2 separate regions of the Macaca mulatta genome follow, and region 2 is linked to region 1. Evidence: chromatin contacts called from public Hi-C data. All regions are on one chromosome and are shown on one strand. Each heading gives the region's core, a stretch centred on a gene start, on an enhancer-like site or on the middle of the called end of the contact. The rest is flanking DNA. Distances are from core to core; before and after follow the strand shown.

Evidence for each region. A called contact is a pair of places that touch in the nucleus more often than the background predicts.
Region 2: a contact with region 1 is called in a Hi-C map of fetal cortical plate, with 1.6 times the contacts expected there. The contact joins the promoter of COA4 here to the promoter of MRPL48 in region 1. A contact is called at or near these places in 2 of 14 Hi-C or Micro-C datasets (fetal cortex germinal zone and fetal cortical plate).

What each region holds. Positions count from the first base shown.
Region 1 is chr14:74,181,286-74,186,848 of T2T-MMU8v2.0, reverse strand. It overlaps MRPL48 (mitochondrial ribosomal protein L48), which reads right to left and starts at 3,830. Exons shown (of 8, transcript XR_013404106.1): 1 at 3,726-3,830.
Region 2 is chr14:74,273,961-74,279,374 of T2T-MMU8v2.0, reverse strand. COA4 (cytochrome c oxidase assembly factor 4 homolog) reads left to right here and starts at 1,655. Exons shown (of 2, transcript NM_001193378.1): 1 at 1,655-1,724; 2 at 5,045-5,414. The coding sequence starts at 5,061. The coding sequence ends at 5,324. It overlaps PAAF1 (proteasomal ATPase associated factor 1), which reads right to left and starts at 1,475. Exons shown (of 12, transcript NM_001265839.1): 1 at 1,412-1,475. The coding sequence starts at 1,458. It overlaps MRPL48 (mitochondrial ribosomal protein L48), which reads right to left. Exons shown (of 8, transcript XR_013404106.1): 8 at 3,403-4,012.

The DNA.
Region 1 (5,563 bases), core at 2,581-5,080:
GGCGGGCGGATCACTTGAGCCCAGGAGTTTGAGACCAGCTTGGGCAACATGGCAAAACCCCATCTCTACAAAAAAATACAAAAAATTAGCCAGGCATGGTGGCACGTGCCTGTAATCCCAGCTACTCAGGAGGCTGAGGCGAGAGGATCACTTGAGCCCAGGAGGCAGAGGTTGCAGTGAACTGAGATCACTCCACTGCACTCCAGCCTGGGTGACAGAGCGAGACCCTATCTCAAAACAAAATAAAAAAAAAAAAAAAAGAAAATATAGTCGCATACCCACAAAACTTTCTAATGAGGAAAGTAGATGCACAAATTATTTATTATCCTATGTTAGATCAGTATAACGAGCTATACGGGTTACAAAGAAGGAAAGGTCTGACACATAAGAAAGCCAGGAAAGGTTTTCATCCTGCATTTCACAGATGAGGAAAACCAAGAATATTGTCATATTAGGGAGATGTAAAATACTCAGAAAAGAAAAAGCAGTGGGCCAGGCATGGTGGCTCACGCCTGTAATCCCAGCACTTTGGGAGGCCGAGATGGGCAGATTGCTTGAGCCCAGGAGTTCCAGACCAGCCTGGGCAAAATAGCGAAACCCTGTCTCTACAAAAAGTACAAAAATTAGCCAGGCGTGGTGGCAGGTGCCTGCAGTCCCAGCAACTCGGGAGGCTGAGGTGGGAGAATCACCTGAGCCCAGGAGATCAGCGCTGCAGTGAACCAAGATTGTGCTACTGCACTACAGCCTGGGCAATAAAGTGAGACCCTGTCTCAAAAAAAGAAAAGAAAAGAAAAGGTGGTTGGGTCTTAGGAGGGGTACAACTAATCTAGGTTTGGTCTGGGAGCTGTGGTTCATATCTGTAATCCCAGAACTTTGGGAGGCCAAGGTGGGAGGATTGCTTGAAACCAGGAGTTCAAAACTAGCCTGGACTACAAGGCAAGACCCCATCTTTACTAAAAATAAAAAAATTAGCTGAGCAGCCGGGCACAGTGGCTCACGCCTGTAATCCCAGCACTTTAGGAGGCCAAGGCGGGCGGATCACAAGGTCAGGAGATCGAGACCATCCTGCCTAACACAGTGAAACCCCGTCTCTACTAAAAATACAAAAAATTAGCCGGGCATGGTGGCGGGCGCCTGTAGCCCCAGCTACTCAGGCGACTGAGGCAGAAGAATGGCGTGAACCCAGGAGGGGGAGCTTGCAGTGAGCCGAGATCATGCCACTGCACTCCAGCCTGGGTGACAGAGCGAGACTCTTGTCTCAAAAAAAAAAAATTAGCTGAGCATGGTGGTGTGTACCTGTAATCCCCGCTACTCATGAGGCTGAGTGAAGAGAATCACTTGAGCCCAGGAGTTCAAGAATTTAGTAAACTATGATTGTACCATTGCACTCTAGCCTGGGTAACAAAGTGAGACCCTGTCTCTAAACAAAAACAAACCCTAGGTTCCAGTCATTCATTCAAGGCATCAGTATGACACTGAAGTCTCTATTATATACCAGACATGAGGCTTCCATTTCCTCATCTGCCAGGATTATCTCGTGCTATTGTGAAGATCAAATGAAATTATGTAAATGAAAATTTATTAACTATAGAATAATATCAATATTCTTTTTTTTTTTTTTTTTTTTTAGATGGAGTCTCGCTGTGTCGCCCAGGCTGGAGTGCAGTGGCATGATCTCGGCTCACTGCAAGCTCCACCTCCCGGGTTCACGCCATTCTCCCGCCTCAGCCTCCGAGTAGCTGGGACTACAGGCGCCCGCCACCACGCCTGGCTAGTTTTTTGTATTTTTAGTAGAGACGGGGTTTCACCATGTTAGCCAGGATGGTCTTGATCTCCTGACCTCGTGATCCACCCACCTCGGCCTCCCAAAGTGCTGGGATTACAGGCTTGAGCCACCGCGCCCAGCCTAGAATAATATCAATATTCTTATTTGCATCATCCTTCAGACCTTACAAAATACTCCTATCTACATTATTCTCTATAATCTCTACAATTCCATGTGGTGGGCATCATCTGCTTTTACAGATAGGAAACACAAGCAGTGAAGTGAAATAACTTGCCCAAAGTCATAACAAGAGATAGAACTGTCTGACACAAATCCTATGACCTTCCTTATAAATGTAAAGTATTAACTAACACTTTGAGACAGACTTACATTTGGCAAATAATGACAAGGTTAGCTGACTAAAGCAACTAAGGAGGCTCTATATACCCATGTCAGATGCTGGCCTTAATGACAGATTTCCATGGGCTCTTTTCCAGGAGTTCCAGATCAGTCTGAGCAACATGGTGACACATGGAGAACCAAATGGTTGCAAATAGTATTCCTTGATACTATTTTATTCCCTCCCTTTTAGCATTTCTTGCAACCAAGGCAAATCAAGGAGTGTAGTCACCAGTGTGACCATCTTTAACAATGGAATTTTGAAACTTTCTGAATTTTTTTCTATTATCTTGGCACTATATTTGGCCAAATTCTTACAAACTGGCTCAGGTGAACAACTGAATTGTTTCATAAAGGATGAAGTGAGGCGTGGGCCCTTACACATTCAAGGGCAGCCCCAAGGTAACCATAGGTAGATCCATGAGCTGCAACGACCATGCTGACCTATGAATCATGGAAATAATAGTCTCCACAACTAATGCCTAAAACAAAATTTTAATATAAATTGCTAAAATGAGCCATTAATCTAAGCAGCATGATACAACTGAAAGAGCACAAATGAAATCTGTTAAATCTCTTAAGGGAATAGGAGAAAGCCAAGGAACACATTTATAGTGGTTCATACGATTTTATGACAGTCACTTAAATAAGGTTTTGGAAATGAAAATGTAGTTAATTTGCGGGGTGCGGTAGCTCTCGCCTGTAATCCCAGCACTTTGGGAGGCCGAGGCGGGCATATCACGTGGTCAGGAGTTCGAGACCAGCCTGGCCAACACAGTGAAACCCCGTTTCTACTAAAAATACAAAAATTAGCCAGGCATAGTGTCTTGCGCGCCTGTAGTCCCAGCTACTCGGGAGGCTGAGGCAGCTGAATCGCTTGAACCCGGAAAGCGAAGGTTGTGATGAGCCAAGCAGCCTGGGCAACAGAGCGAAATCCGAGAAGAAAGAAAAGGGAGGGGAGAGGGAAGGGGAGGGGAGGGGAGGGGAGGGGGAGGGGGGAGGGGAGGGGGGAGGGGGAGGGGGGAGGGGGAGGGGAGGGGGGAGGGGGAGGGGGGAGGGGGAGGGGAGGGGGGAGGGGAGGGGGAGGGGAGGGGGAGGGGGAGGGGAGGGGAAGGGAGGAACGAAAACGTAGTTTATTACTACTCTTTCCTTATTACCAGGTAGCTTCACATCCTCATCAGTTCAGCAAGTCAAAACTGCATTCTTAGAAAAAATTATGGAAGTTGATAACTAAATGCAAATATAAAATGACCTGCCCAAGGTCACACAGTTAATCGGGACCGTATCCTGGTGTGATTCCCATCGCAGAGCTCTCCCTTTTCCAGGCACTGGGTGGAGAGAGTGGTGTGTGGTGTGGGCGTGGCACGGCTCGCCTCCGCAGAGTTCGCCCCGGGTGGAAAGGAATCTGCTCAGTCCCTTCACCGCCAGGCAGCCACATGTGCTGCTGGGAAGGACCTTGGGCGCCCCAGTGTCTTATCCCCGGATATCCCCCCGCCGCCACCTCCCCGCTATCCACTCTCCACCATCTCACCAAGCCCCGCGTGCGTGGAATCTACGTTACCTTTTCCAAGGTTCCGCTCATCCTTTGCTACTGCGCGGCCTCTAGCTGTGCAAACTGAAGACCCGCCCCTGCAGCCGCGTTCCCAGGGCGTCTGAAAACACTGACGGAACAGCCTTGACCAGGTGCAGCAACAATATCCCACCGAGACTCACTCAACTTCCGCATCATTTTAGTTCCGGAAGCTTCTGAAATTCAGCGTCTAGAAATTCTCCTGCTTTCCGCCCTCACTCAGGTTGTCACATTCACTGCTGTTTCTCCAGGCAGAATTAATTACCATCTCTATGTTACCCCAGTACTTAGCACACATTTCTGATTTTTCACTTACAATATTATACACTAATGATTTGTTACCACCTCTTCTCTGTATTTGAAAGTTCTTAAAAGACTGAGATCCTGTCTGATTAATTCCTTTCAGCGTCTAGCACAGATCTGACTTTTTTTGTTTTTTGAAGCGGAGTCTCGCTCTGTTTCGCAGGCTGGAGTGTAGTGGCATGATCTCAGCTCACTGCAACCTCCGCCTCTCTGGTTCAAGCAATTCTCCTGTCTCCAAGTAGCTGGGATTACAGGCGCGCGCCCCCACGCCCGCCTAATTTTTGTATTTTTAGTAGAGATGGGGTTTCTACATGTTTGTCGGGCTGGTCTTGAACTCCCGACCTCAGGTGATCCGCCCGCCTCGGCCTCGCAAAGTGCTAGGATTACAAGCGTGAGCCACCGGGCCGGACCAATCATCTCTTAAATTGAGGTTAGAAGTCAGATTTCCACGTCCGTGCTAGATGCTGGAATAAATTAATCAATCAGGATCTCAGTCCTTGAGAAACTCAATCAAAATAATAGTAAAAAATAATTAGTATCTAGTAACAAATAATTAGTATCTAGTATGGTAAGTGAAATACCAGAATTGTGTGCAAAGTACTGAGGTAACACAGATATGACAATTAATTATGCTTGGAAATATAATGGACCAGCCATACCTCCTCCAGTACAGTGATTGATTGTTGCCTAATAAATGCTACTGGGGTTTTAGAAGTGAAATTTTAAATAAGAAAAAAAAAAAAATCAATCAAATGCTAGTATGTGCCAGGTCGGTTCTTTATGGGTTCATTCAGTCTTTCCAATAACCCTATGAGGCTGAGGATCATTATACCCATCTCACAGATGAGGAACGGAGACAGGAAGAAGGTACCTAGCTAACATAATGTTATATAAGTGGTGAGCTGTTTCATTTCAGTGCCTGTGCTTCATCTGTGTTATGGGATTGTGACTATAGGTTTGCAAAAGGGCAGGTTGGCAGCCAGAGTTTCTTTCCTTGTCTAGTCCAGGTAAATACAATCTAATAAGATACATGGCCGGGTGTGGTGGCTCATGCCTATAATCCGAGCACTTTGGGAGGCCGAGGCAGGCGGATCACAAGTTTGAGACCAGCCTGAGCAAAATGGTGAACTCCATCTCTACTAAAAATACAAAAATTAGCCGGGCGTAGCGGTGCATGCCTGTAATCCCAGCTACTCAGGAGCCTGAGGAAGGAGAATCGCTTAAACCCGGGAGGCAGAGCCTGCAGTGTGCTGAGATGGTGCCATTGCACTCCAGCTTGGGCCACAGAACAAGACTCCGTCTGGGGAAAAAAAAAAAAAGATACAAATCCATCTTCATGTTAATACACTCTCTGGGGTAAGTAAGGAAAAAGGAAAAAGAAGGAAGAAGGAGACGGTTAGTCCTTTGTATGAAGATACAAGGATTCCCAAAACAACTAGAATTTTTTTTTTTTTTTCAAGACAGAGTCTTGCTGTGTCGCCCAGGCTGGAGCGCAGTGGCCCAATCACTGCAGCCTCTGCCTCCTG
Region 2 (5,414 bases), core at 406-2,905, 95 kb before region 1:
AGACGGAGTCTCGCTCTGTCGCCCAGGCTGGAGTGCAGTGGCTGGATCTCAGCTCACTGCAAGCTCCGCCTCCCGGGTTCGGGCCATTCTCCTGTCTCAGCCTCCTGAGTAGCTGGGACTACAGGCGCCCGCCACCTCGCCCGGCTAGTTTTTTTTATTTTTTAGTAGAGACGGGGTTTCACCGTGTTAGCCAGGATGGTCTCGATCTCCTGACCTAGTGATCCGCCCGTCTCGACCTCCCAAAGTGCTGGGATTACAGGCTTGAGCCACCGTGCCCGGCCATGTTATTGTTCTTTACTACTTATCACATTCTGTGTACTAGCAACTAGTCTGTATTTTAGCCCACCTAAATTAAGTAAGGTATAAATTTAGTAAGGTGAAAATTTCTTAAATGCAGAAGGCTGTTTCATTCATCTTCACCATTGTTTCAATTTGAAAAACCCTTATTAGCAGTAGCAGTTGACAAATATGGCACTGCTATATCCATCCTGATTCCTAGAGAAACAACTGGCACAGTATAAGATCAATAAACGTTTTATGAATGAATAGTTGGCTGTGTATTCCTACTTAAGATTTCAGCTTTTCTTTTTTTTTGAGATGAGTATCGCTCTGTCACACAGGCTGGAGTGCAGTGGTGCAATCTCAGCTCACTGCAACCTCCACCTCCTGGGTTCAACCGATTCTCCTGCCTCAGCCTCCAGAGTAGCTGGGATTATAGGTGCCCACTCCCACACCCGGCTAATTTCTGTATTTTTAGTAAAGACAGGGTTTCACCATGTTGGTCAGGCTAGTCTTGAACTTCTGACCTCAAATGATCCACCAATCTCAGTTTTCCAAACTGCTGGGATTACAGGCATGAGCCACCGCACCCGGCTTGGATGTCAGCTTCTTAAGAGCAGGAACCATCACTTATATTTAGAGTATACATCTGAGCTCCACCAAGCATCCAGTACGGGGCCTGGACATAGTGTTAGTTTCCTTAATAGTATCGTCCAGTATGCCCAATATAGCATTAAGGGGCCTAGGAGAATACAAAGGTTCCATCACATGCACAAAGTAGTGGTGAGTACAGGGACTTCTGGAAATAACTGACGACTAATCAATATTTGCTAAATGACTGCTTGGCCAAGAGCCTTCCTGCCTTCCAGTACCCCTGTCTTTCTCCAACTCACTGATACTAATTCTGACGCGGGGATCACACAACTCATGTGCTCCCTTGACCTGGGGATAGCTTTTCAGAGAATGACCACACGGGTTTGACAATTCTTTTTCCGGACCCTATTCCCTCCATATCCCTCAACAATTGATGAAGTAACCCCTATTGATATCCTGGACCAGGCATGGCTTTTCTTGACGCAAAAGCAACATCCACTACCCTCCTCCTCTGACTCTGTCCTGGGCCTGGATTCACCTTAGGGCTTGCGCCCAGTCGCTCTGAATCCTCAAAGGCGCCGCCATCTCGACCCCGCCTCCACCAGCCCACCTCTTCCGCCCCTTCCCGGAAGTGGGTCCCCGAGAAGGGTGCGGCGAGGACAGAGGGTGGGCTCAACACCGAGAGGCCACCAGTGAAAACGTGCCTTTTTCACGTTCCCCGCCCCTTCCGTGTGCGCGCTCCACACGAGGGGCTGGTTCCCGGAAGGATGGACAGAGGACCCTCAACCGCCCGCGAAGCTCAAGCCGCTGCGTAGGAGCGTGTGTTCGGGCCCTCTTCTCCCACCTATTCGGTGAGCATCGCATACCGCGTTCTTCAGAAGGCGTTGCGGGCCCAAAGGTGCAGCGATTAGCGGCCGCGCGCGCGCATGCGTCCTCAAAGTTCAAAGTCCGCGATGCCCCTGAGGCGCTTCAGGCCTCGTGGCTGCCAGCATTTGTCTGCTTTAAGATCCTTTGCATGACTTCCTAGTTTAGGCCAGCCTCCACGATCCAGCTGCCAACCATCTAGCCTACCCTGATCTCTGAGCAGGGGTCGTCCTCATTTTACTCCGGAGACTGAAGCCAGAAGGTGGTGAGAGGAGAGTACAGTAGCATTTACTGAGTCCTGTTGTAGCCCAAGCACTTTTCATTCGTTAATCTTCATTCTATTGTGCGAATTAAATATTATTAATGGGGAAACTAAAATGAAAAAGTTTACATAGTAAGGCGTAGTGCTGGGATTCGAATACGGATCTCTTGGTTTAGGATCCAAGGCACTTTCCATTCCACTGTTCTTTCTCTAAATTATTTGCTGCTGGCCTGTTTAGGAAGAGAAAACTATCATTTATTGAACTCTTTAGACGTACTAGCCTCCTTACAAACCTTATCTTTTTTTTGAGACAGGGTCTCCCGCTGTCACCCAGGCTGGGATGCAGTGGCATGATCACGGCTCGCAGTGTTGCCCAGGCTGGGCGCAAACCATCCTGCAGCCTCAGTCTCCCAAAGTGCTGGATTACAGGCGTGAGCCATGGCACCCAGCTTCATCTCTGTGTTTCCAGAGAGGTTATCAAATGACGTGTCCAAGGACACCAAATGAGGCAGTGACAAAGCTAGGTCCGAGTCTGTTTCAAAGCCCATTTTCCCCCTCCTGCTTAAGTTATACTGCCTCCAAGGCAAATGAGTTGTGTAAAGTGCCTGACTCCCTCTTGTGACTTCCCCATTGCCCTCAGAATAAAAAGTCTTAAATTCCCTACTATGTCCTACAAAGCCCACCAGTTTAATATTGTCTTGTTCTGATACTCTATTTTCCCATCACTGAACTTTTTTTTTTTCTCTCATGTATCAGATTCTATCTCAACCACCTGCTCTTCCATTGACCAAAAATAGTTTTCCCATCTCTGGCTAACTTTTGTTCCATATGTCAAGTTTCAGCTTGGAAATCACTTCCTCTAGGAAGCCTTCCCTGCTATTCCTGCCCTTGTCTGGATTAGGTATCCCTCCACTGTGGTCCCAGTCTTCGCTATCTGTACACTGCATAGTAAACTGCCCTGTCTCCTTGTCTAGGTTGTAAACTCCATGAAGCCAGGAACTTAACTGACTTAGACACTCTTGAATCCTCAGCACTAGCATAGTGCCTGGTACATGATAGGTACTTAATCATTGGTTGAGTGAATGAGAGACACAGTAAAGGTAATAAGGAGTCCTTCTAGTTTCTTTACAGCCCATCATGGTGAAATTTTTGCAAAGGCTGAAGTCATTTCTCTTCAGATCTTAAGTTCCTTCTGTATGCTGCTTTCTGCTGAGTGTTCTGATGCAGATGGGCATGACAGTTTGGGCAAATAAATACATCTCACATTTTTGTATAGTTTACAAAGCCATTTCACCTTATAGATGCAGAGGCCAGGTTTCTGCATGGTGTATGCTACAGCCACACTGAGCTCTTTCTATCCTTCCCATGTGCCAAAACCTACCCATATTTGGGCACCCTTTCACTTTGTTTTTTTGTTTGTTTGTTTTGGAGACGGAGTCTCACTCTGTCGCCCAGGCTGGAGTGCAGTGGTGCAATCTTTGGCTCACTGCAACCTCTGTCCCCTGGATTAAAGCGATTCTCCTGCTTCAGCCTCCCAAGTAGCTGGGATTACAGGCACCTGCCATCGTGCCCACCTAATTTTTATATTTTTAGTGGAGATGGGGCTTCACCATCTTGGCCAGGCTGGTCTTGAACTTCTGACCTCGTGCTCCACTTGCCTCGGCCTCCCAAAGTGTTGGGATTACAGGTGTGAGCCACCACATCCAGCCTCTTTCACTTTTTAAACTTTGTTCTTCAGCATAGAATAAGACTAGCAGGATAAAAGAAGAACAGTTATTTATTTATTTGAAACTGGGTCTCACCATGTCACCTAAGCTGGAGTATAGTGGCAGCATCATAGCTCACTGCAGCCTTTCAACTCCTGGGCTCAAGGGATTCTCCCTCTTCAGCCTCTTGAGAACCTGGGACTACAAGTGTGTGCCACCATGCCCAGCTAATTTTTAAATTTTTTTTCTTTCTTTCTTATTTTTTTTTTTTTTTTGAGGCCTCAGAGTTTCACTCTTGTTCCCCAGGCTGGAGTGCAGTGGTGTGATCTCGGCTCACCACAACCTCCGCCTCCCGGGTTCAAACGATTCTCCTGCCTCAGCCTCCTGAGTAGCTGGGATTACAGGCATACGCCACGATGCCTGGCTGATTTTGTATTTTTAGTAGAGACAGGCTTTCTCCATGTTGGTCAGGCTGGTCTTGATCTCCCGACCTCAGGTAATCCAACCACCTCAGTCTCCCAAAGTGCTGGGATTATAGGCGTGAGCCACCGTACCCAGTCATTTTAAAATTTTTTTGTAGAGATGAGGTCTTGCCATAACCCAGGCTGGTCTCAAACTCCTGGGCTCAAGGGATCTTCCTTCCTCAGCCTCCCAAAATGCTAGGCTTACAGGTTTGAGCCATCGTACCTAGCTGAAAGTTTAGTTCTCTTTAGGTAGATCAGAGATAGCTTATCTAAAAAGATGACATTTCACCTAATTAATATTCCAATAGCAAAATCCATTGAACTTATTGAATGTTATGTCAAGCATTCTCACATGGTTTATCTCATTCAGTTCAAACCACTTTGCAGGCCTGCTCTCAGCTAGGCCTAGTGCTGGAGGCACAAAGGTAAATCAAGACAAACATCAGCTGGGCACAGTTGGCTCACACCTGTAATCTCAGCACTTCAGGAGGCCAAGGCAGGAGGATCGCTTCAGCCCAGGGTTTTGAGACCATGCTGAGCAACATGGAAAAACCTTGTATCTATCAAAAAATGAAAAAAATTAGCTGAGTGTGGTGGTGCACACCTGTAGTCCCAGCTACTCTGGCTGGGGAGGAACTGAGGCGGAAGGATGGCTTGATCCCTAAAGATGGAGGCTACAGTGAGCCTGGGCAACAAAGCAAGACACCCTTAAAAAACAAAATGAAACAAAACACAAGCATCTGTCTGCAAGCTTCGAGTCTCCCACGGGAGACATAAACAGGCTAAACGGTGCAGTCTGGTCAGTGCTATTTATAATCTAGGAACCTTACATATTATATCCCCACTCTAACCTTGTCTCTGTTAATGTTCTATAGACTCCCCATCCCCAGGATGTCAACCTCAGCCCCTCAAGGCCATACCTGGACCCAACGGGTGAAGAAGGAGGATGAGGAGGAGGACCCGCTGGACCAGCTGATCTCCCGCTCTGGCTGTGCTGCCTCCCACTTTGCAGTGCAGGAGTGCATGGCCCAGCACCAGGACTGGCGGCAATGCCAGCCACAGGTGCAGGCGTTCAAGGATTGCATGAGTGAACAGCAGTCGAGGCGGCGAGAGGAGCTGCAGAGGAGGAAAGAACAAGCCAGTGCCCACCACTGAGACCTCAAACCACCTATCCCCAGTAGATGGGCCTGCCAAGATCAGCACCCAGCAGGATTATAGAGGAAGAAATCCTAAATGCTGGGTGTG